Linked DNA regions of Mus musculus: all the other regions are linked to region 1. Evidence: chromatin contacts called from public Hi-C and promoter capture Hi-C data. All regions are on one chromosome and are shown on one strand. The core of a region is the stretch at or near the end of the contact, and the rest is flanking DNA. Distances in the headings are between cores, read along the strand shown.

Region 1 (2,518 bases), core at 6-2,505:
GTCACTTGCTTTCCAGATGGCATGGGAAGGCCTGCTTCATGAAAGACTTCCAAGACTCAGAGACTTTGTTGACTATGGTGGCCAGCTGCAGCGTGCCTGAACTTATGGTCCTGTCCACACTGAACCAGGCAGATTATTCATAGGGACCCAAGGGGAGCACCTTGGTATCTTTTCCTGTTGCTGTGATAAAATATTCTGACAACAGCAACTTTAGGGAGAAAAGGTTCATTTTGTCTCACAGGTCGAGGCCAATATGGCAGGGAAGTCAAGGGAGCAGGTGTGGGAGTCTGCCCGTCACATCACATCACATCACATCACAACCAGCCAGGAGGTAGAGAATGCTTGTGGTCAGCTCAGTTTCACCTTTTTAGACAGCCCCAGGAGAATTAAAAACCAGGATTAGCCATGACAGTGGTTAAGTGCAAGACTTGAGAGTAGGGACCCTGATGTCCAGGACCCCAGTTCTGGGGCAAGGTAAATGTGTAGTACTATACGTATAGGACACTAGCAGTTGGAAGAAATTCATGTGTAAAATTCTTCTCTGTGACAAAAGATACAGCCTGGTTTCCTTTGTATTAAGAAACCTTACATTTTGACCCCATTTTCAGGGATGCCACTCTACTTTGTCTGAAGTAATTTAATTGAAGGTCTTCGATAAAACTATGCTATGGAGAATGCGGGCATCGATCCCGCTACCTCTCACATGCTAAGCGAGCGCTCTACCATTTGAGCTAATTCCCCAGCTATAATTAACTTCCGTCGCAGGTTGTATTGTGACTCACGTCATCACCGGTTTTCCCCCCCCCCTCGTCCCCCGCGGCCGTTACCCCACCGCCTGCTGTCATTGTGTTACCCCATTGGCTTCTTCGCATCCGGAGCTACACAGCCGGGATTGGTTTGGTTCATTTGTTTTAAACTACATTGACTATGCGGATTGGTGGTCCCAAGCGTCTGTCACGCGAGGCCCCGCTGTTGCTACGGGGCAGAGGGACCCAGCCTAAGCTTCTCCCAATTTCTGACTTGTTTCTCAGACTCCGGGGTCTAGAGGTTCCGGATCCGTCAAGACCATGGGAAAAAGAATGCGCCTCTCGCGTTTGACTGACAAGACCTCAAAGCCAATCGAAGTGGAGTCGAGGGAACCGCTGGGCGGTCCAATAGGTTGTGGGGGGCGGGAGAGACAAGCCAATGATCCGTGTGAAGGGGCGGGGTCTATCCTGTGATTGGCTGCGGGGCGGCCGGAGGGAGGGCGGGGGTAACTCAAGGCCTGCTTGATACGTCCGCCATTTTGGGCGCTTCGCTGATGGTGTCGGTGAACCTTTTTCCCGCCTGAGCGCGACTAACTGCGGGTCTTGGGCGCCTCCAGGTAACTCAGGGGAGGGGGCGGTGGCGCGGAGTGTGCGGGTCGCGCGGGCAAGCGGCCGACCGATCGTGGCGGTGGTCCGGTCCCGGCGGCGTGGGGAGGGAGCGTCCCGGCCCCTTTCCCCTCCCCCCCGGAATCGGCAGCTTCGGCGGCCCGGGAGGCGGCGTCCAGTCCTGGCCAGGACCGGGCCGCCCGCTCCTGTCAGCCGGGCCGAGCGTTGGCAGTCAGCCGAGCCGACTGCGAACTTTGGACGCCGAGGTGACTCTGGGCTTGGCTCGGCGGGAGCCCAGGCGAGGCGAGGCGCGCCCCGAGCCAAGTCGGGGGTCCTGGGCGAGCTCCCCGGCTCCCGCGCCCGGGCCTTCACAGCGACTTCTCGGGATCTCCTGGAGCTTGTCAACTCGCTGGAGAGCTTCGCGAAGGCTTTTGTTGGACTCTTGTCCTCTGAGAAACAAGTTGTGTGGGTTTCTGGGCATTAGCAGAGTCATCGGAACACACAAAAACCAGTTCCGAGTCTCTCGGGGCCATCGCAGTGAATCTTCATCCTCCGCCGTTGAGTCTCTCTTTTATACAGACGCGGGCATTGGAGATTCCCTGGTGTTTTGGAGCTGAAGTGAGGAGTTACCCTTCTTGTGGCTTCAAGCACCTCGCTTTTAAAGCTCGGCTCACTGTTAACTTGGAGGTCTTTTTCTCCCCAGTCCCGTTGTCTTTCATTAGAACTTGGACTTGAAGTTGTAGGTGGGACAGAATGAGTGGTCTCGGTAGCTCTGTGTCTGTACTTCTCCACCGCATGTCCTACTGTCATTTGCCGCCTACCTGCTGTGGTCTCTTTAGAATGGGCCAGAGCTTTGTTTATGTTTTGCTTTGGCTTGGGGGAGGGGACACTTAGAAGGTTTCCTTGCATCAGAGCACTTGTTAATATGGATACTGTTTCATTTTCTTAAGTCAAGTTTACTTTGGTTTTTGCCCTCAAGGTCATGTTGCAGTTGACACAGCCCGTAAGAAAGGAACTTAAGATCTCCTTCCACTAAAATGTTCCTTGAAATTGCAAGGTGCAAGATCCCTGTTGCCAGTGGTGTTTGAGCTTTCTTATGGGCCACCTGAAAATTACATCTTCCTTTGTCACTTTCTAGTCCTGTGACCTTGGGCGAATTAGTCCTC
Region 2 (2,518 bases), core at 10-2,509, 3.9 Mb before region 1:
AGGAATTTCTAGAATACAAGCTGGTTTTCGTAGGAAGCAAAACAGCCCTCATTTGATGTTGCAGTTTGTATGTAAGCTGAATACTGACATAGAGTACAAATCCTTAACGTAGGTTTTACTTAACTCCACTTCTCCAAAACAAAACTGAGAACCATGACGTTTTAGACTGCTAGGGGTTTTTTTTTTTTTTTTTTTTTTTTTCTTCACCTTTTGCAAAACATTCCACTTCGTACTCAAATTTGAAGACTGGGGTTTGCTAAAAAATTCTTCAAACACTACTGTTGACTCTTCTTTTTTTTTTCCTTTAGATTTCGCAACTGAAACTTGCAATCATTTCAGGGCCATACCCATTAAACAAGCACAGTGCCAGGTAAAATGACAGGCGAAACTGCATCCATGAATTTACGGAGGGACTATTTGGTTTTCATTTAGTACTTTTACCACCTCATTTTATGTCTCCGGCAAAGCCAAAGGAACCAAACTTACTTTAAAAAAAAAAAAAACAAAACAAAAAACTTGCAAAACAAAACAACCAAATTTAGGCCAATTCTTTTATCACCAAACATGGAGATAAGCGCGGGTGGAAAACGAACTTTACTAATACTTGTCAGTATCTCAAGGTCTTTTCGTTTAAAATAAAACCTTTCAACTCCAAGGCTGCACCGCAGCATTCCAGCACTTTAAGGCTCAACAATAAAGCCTTCCGCCGATCCCGGCCCGTTAAGACGGACCGCCAACCTCGCTTCCCGACCCGGAGCGCGCCACCGCCCGGCACGCCCTGCCCAGCACAGGGCGGAGCTCGACGGGCCAGAACACCAGGCCGCAGGAGGCCGCGGGCTCCCGGCGGAGACTGGGAACGTTCCCCGCTCCAGGAGCCCCGGCCCTGAATTCCGAGCCGAGACACCCGGCGGTGCGGCCTCCCGTCGCCACACCAAAAAAGGCGGCGGCAGGGACGGCTTGTCACCTCGGAGCCGAAGCACTGGGAGGCAGCGTGGGTAACCACGGACCGGGTCCCGGGAAAATTGGACGCCTCACCTGCTCCTCTCGATGCCACCGCTGCAGTTCGCTGAGGGGACAACATGGAGCCTCCTCCTTCAGCAGAAGTAGCAGAGGCAGAGAAGACAGGAGCGGGTTGAGGCTGCCCTGGAGGAGGGAAACAGGCGGAGCCTGGACTTGGGGAGAAACCGAGAAGGAGGGGCGCGCGGAGAAAGCCTACAGCTCAGGAGACAGCCCTGCCGATGGCGCAGGGCGTGACGAGGGCGGGAAAGCGCACGCGGCCGAGTCCCGCCACCGTTCGGTGCGCGTGCGCCGGAGCGGGGATCGTGCCGCGGGTACCTGTGACTGCGTACTGGAATGTCGGGTCCATCGGGAATTGTAGTTCGGCGTTTTCTTGGGCCCGGCCCCTCTGACCCGGGTGTTCGCCCTCATCCGGGGCGTAGAGGAAACGGAGGACAGGACTGGGCCGAGTGGGTCTTCCTACCGCTGAACTACAACTCCCATTAGGCCTTGCAAAGGGAAAAAAATGAGGAGGGCTCTCGGAAGACCCTGCCCGGCGCCTAACCCGGGGACCAGGGCCGGGCTTTGGCCACCCGGTTCCCGCCGGGAGCCCCCACCCGGCCCGCGTGCTGGGCTCTGGTGTTCCTCGCTGGCCAGGACTACAGGTGGTGGTATGAAAGAATTAACATGATGACGCGAACGCTTCGACTTTGACTTCACAAGGACAGACCATCGTGACTTCATTATCATCACCATCACCCCTAATCTCTGATCTGACCAAGGCTTACTAAAAGCTAAAGTAACGCCGGTCGTGGTGGCGCACGCCTTTAATCCCAGCACTTGGGAGGCAGAGGCAGGAGGATTTCTGAGTTCGAGGCCAGCCTGGTCTACAAAGTGAGTTCCTGGACAGCCAGGGATACACAGAGAAACCCTGTCTCGAAAAACAAAAAAACAAAACAAAACAAACAAACAAAAAGCTAAAGTAAGACCTTACTAAGTCAGGCTCCGGGTGGCACGCTGGTAATCCCAGTACTGGAGACCAGGAGAGGAGGATCAGGTGTTCAATACCTTCCTGAACTACATAGTGAGTCTCTGTCTCATTTTCGCGCGACCTCAGACTATTCTGAGCCATGACCCACCTTTTGTAAACTTTAGACTTCTAGGACCGTGATTCAAAGTTACTTTACAAAAGGAAGTTGTTGGGAAATGCTTTTATTCATACTTGACATATTGTGAAAATACAATTTGCCACAACTAAATACTGTTTTCTAACAAATCCTATAGATGGAGGTAGTGTCACCCCAGTGACTTGATTTTTCCTCACCATTGTTTCGTTCATTCAGCAAATGTTTTCTTTATTCCTTCGGCCTACCCTGAACTTCCCTCTATCTCTACACCCTGCCAAGCCTTTCAGCTATCTTTACTTCCTGAGCAATTATGCCAAAGGTTATGAGGTAAAAATTATTCGTAGCCTACCTAAAGAAATCCTGTTTACACTTCTTTAACCCCTCTTTGAGCCCCT
Region 3 (2,518 bases), core at 7-2,506, 3.8 Mb before region 1:
AAGGAAATGTTATGTGTAATTTAAAGAAATATTTATTTGTATGTGCCTATGTTTGTGCTTTTATGGGTTTATGTGTATCACTGGCATGCGGGTGCTGGTAGAGGCCAGAGGGCATCATTTCCCCTGGAATTGAAGTTACAAGGGGTAGGGAGCCATCTGATGTGGATGCTGGGACCTGACCAGATTCTCTGGAAAATAGTACAGGCTCTGAATGAGCCAGCATTCTGACCTATGTTGTAGTATTTATCTATTTAACTTTTGTGTATATGAGTGTTTAGCCTGTATGTACGTCTGTGCAACCTAGTGGAAGCCAGAAGGTGTCAAACCACCTAGAACTAGTTAGACAGTTGTTAACCACCATATGGGTGCTGGGTACTAAACCTCAGTCCTCTGGGAGAGCAACCAGTCCTTCCTCTTGACTTCTGAACCATCTCTCCAACTCATTTTATATATATACATATACATACATATGTATATATATTATACACACACACATATATACATATATAATTACATTTTTATTTAGTGTATAGGGTAGCATGCTCATGGAACAATGTTTTAGACTTGGTTCTCCCCTTTCACTATGTGGATCCCCATGGATCAAACTGAGTTATTTTGCTGGCCTTTGTTATGTGATTCCATGCCAAGATCACGCAAGCATTTTTCTCAATACTGAAAAAAATACTGTACCTTAAAGGTGTGTTAAGTTTCAAGGACGCTGACCCAGTGCCTGTCCGACCTGGTGTCTGTCCCAGGCTTTACAGAGGAATGAGGGGACTGACTCAATATAAGGCTGACATAGACTTCTAGAAGCCAAGATAGTCGCAAGATGGGCGGGTGTGCAAAGCAGGAGACAGGCAATAGGATGACACTACACTTGGCAGTTGACTCACACGTTGATAGCAAGGTTGAGCGATAAAGTGGGTTTTATGAGCTAAACATGCGGATGGGAAGTTGGCGTTAGGCTCAAAGGACATCAGTTGTAGGAACAGCTAATAGCGGTATTTTCTAAGTCAAACAACAGGTACAGGTGACCCACGCCTGTTCAAGGTTTGAAAATAACCGAAAACTGACGGAAAGAAACGAAGAGATAGATTCTTAGCCTCGGCAGCTCTCGGGTGTTGCCGGAAATGGCTGACTACCGCTCTCGGCCGAGCGACGGAACGGGGGCGTGGCCGGTTTAGCACACGCGGAGCCTCTTCGGCTGTTTCCGGAAACTGCCGAAAGCTTGCTCCAAGTGGGCGGAGAAAGGCCGGTAGGCGTGGCTGCTGGTTGGCTCTGGAGGTGCGGGGAGTCTCTTCGTGGATTTCCGTAAACAGAGCCGAACCTCGGTCTTCGGAATCTAGGAGGTGCGCGCGTCCCCGGGGATTACCTTCTTCGGTAGTTTCCGGAATTCACCCATCGTCTGGGCCGAGAGGAAAAGGCTCTTCCCCCTCCCGTTCCTAGTTGTTTCGGATGTTTCCGGCTCTTGCCGGCGGAAAGAGCCGAGGGCTGGCGGTGGTGGCGGCCATGTTGGGAGCAGCAGGTCCGGCGGCGGCTGCCTGTGTGTCGGGCGCGGAGCAGTGCGGCTGAGGGCAGGGGAGGAGCGAGGCAGGCGGCCGGCTGCGGCGGTTGAGAGTAGGCGGAGCGGCGCGGCCGGGCCGAAAGGCGGCACAACCCAGCCGGGGGTCGGGGGGGGGGGTGCGGTCCGGAGCCGCTCGGAGCCGGCGAGGCCTAGCCCGAGCGGTGCATCACCGGGCTGGCGTGAGCCATCGCCCGGCCTCCCCGCACCCCCGGCCGGGGCCCATGCAGCGGGTGCTCCTGCTGTGAGAAGCCCCGCCCGGCCGGGCTCCTAGCCTTCCCTTCCCTATCTTCCTCCAAGCTTCTCCATTCCCTCCCCTGAGATACCGGCGCCATGTCCAGCGCTCGGACCCCCCTACCCACGCTGAACGAAAGGGACACGGAGCAGGTAAGGAGCCCTCAGGGCTCCCCTAATTCTGTGACTGGGCCCCTGCACCTTACGGAGGCTCCCTCCCTCAGTTCTCCTCGTGCTCCTGCTTTCTTCTACAAGCCTAGGCTGTCATCTGGCCCTGGGTTCCAGCCCTTCACATCCCTCTTCCGAATCCTGACCTGGGACCCACGTCGTCCTGACTGAACTGCACACTTGTATTTCTGCCAAACGCCCCTCGCCTCTCACCGCCCTCCTGCGCTCTTCCGTGCTATCTCCCCAGCTTCCCCCTCTCTTCCCTTTTCTCTCAGGGGCCTTTCTGGTCTTCCTCCACCCACGCTTAAAGCAGCCACCTTCCTGCTCCTCGAATAATACCCCGCGATTTGCCGCGGATTGTTGCCCACCTCTTTCTGCATCTCTCTAGCTTTGTACCCTCTCTACCCGCACCGGCTCTCACAATCCTCGGTTTTCTCCCTCAAGAGTCCGTGTCTCGGGAGTGTGTTCTCGGTCCCTTTCCCCTTTCACTTCCCCAGCTTTTTCTATCCTCCTTTCCCGTTCCAAATTGGGCTCTCCCTGTTGCTTGCAACCCAC

The links. Promoter capture Hi-C pulls out the DNA fragments that hold promoters and counts their contacts. A called contact is a pair of places that touch in the nucleus more often than the background predicts.
Region 2: a Hi-C map of B cells shows a contact between it and region 1, with 6 read pairs. A contact is called at or near these places in 2 of 484 Hi-C or Micro-C datasets (B cells and CD4 T cells).
Region 3: a promoter capture Hi-C map of pre-B cells shows a contact between it and region 1, with 2.5 times the contacts expected there. A contact is called at or near these places in 2 of 39 promoter capture datasets (cranial neural crest and pre-B cells).

The regions. Positions count from the first base shown.
Region 1 is chr19:3,574,486-3,577,003 of GRCm38.p6, reverse strand. Ppp6r3 (protein phosphatase 6, regulatory subunit 3) reads left to right here and starts at 1,255. Exons shown (of 24, transcript NM_028999.1): 1 at 1,255-1,363. It overlaps n-TAagc9 (a tRNA gene), which reads right to left and starts at 741; the gene lies at 669-741.
Region 2 is chr19:7,493,179-7,495,696 of GRCm38.p6, reverse strand. It overlaps Atl3 (atlastin GTPase 3), which reads right to left and starts at 1,259. Exons shown (of 13, transcript NM_146091.4): 1 at 1,036-1,259. The coding sequence starts at 1,081. It overlaps Gm52401 (a long non-coding RNA gene), which reads left to right and starts at 1,903. Exons shown (of 2, transcript XR_003952920.1): 1 at 1,903-2,080.
Region 3 is chr19:7,340,598-7,343,115 of GRCm38.p6, reverse strand. Mark2 (MAP/microtubule affinity regulating kinase 2) reads left to right here and starts at 1,256. Exons shown (of 18, transcript NM_007928.3): 1 at 1,256-1,948. The coding sequence starts at 1,895.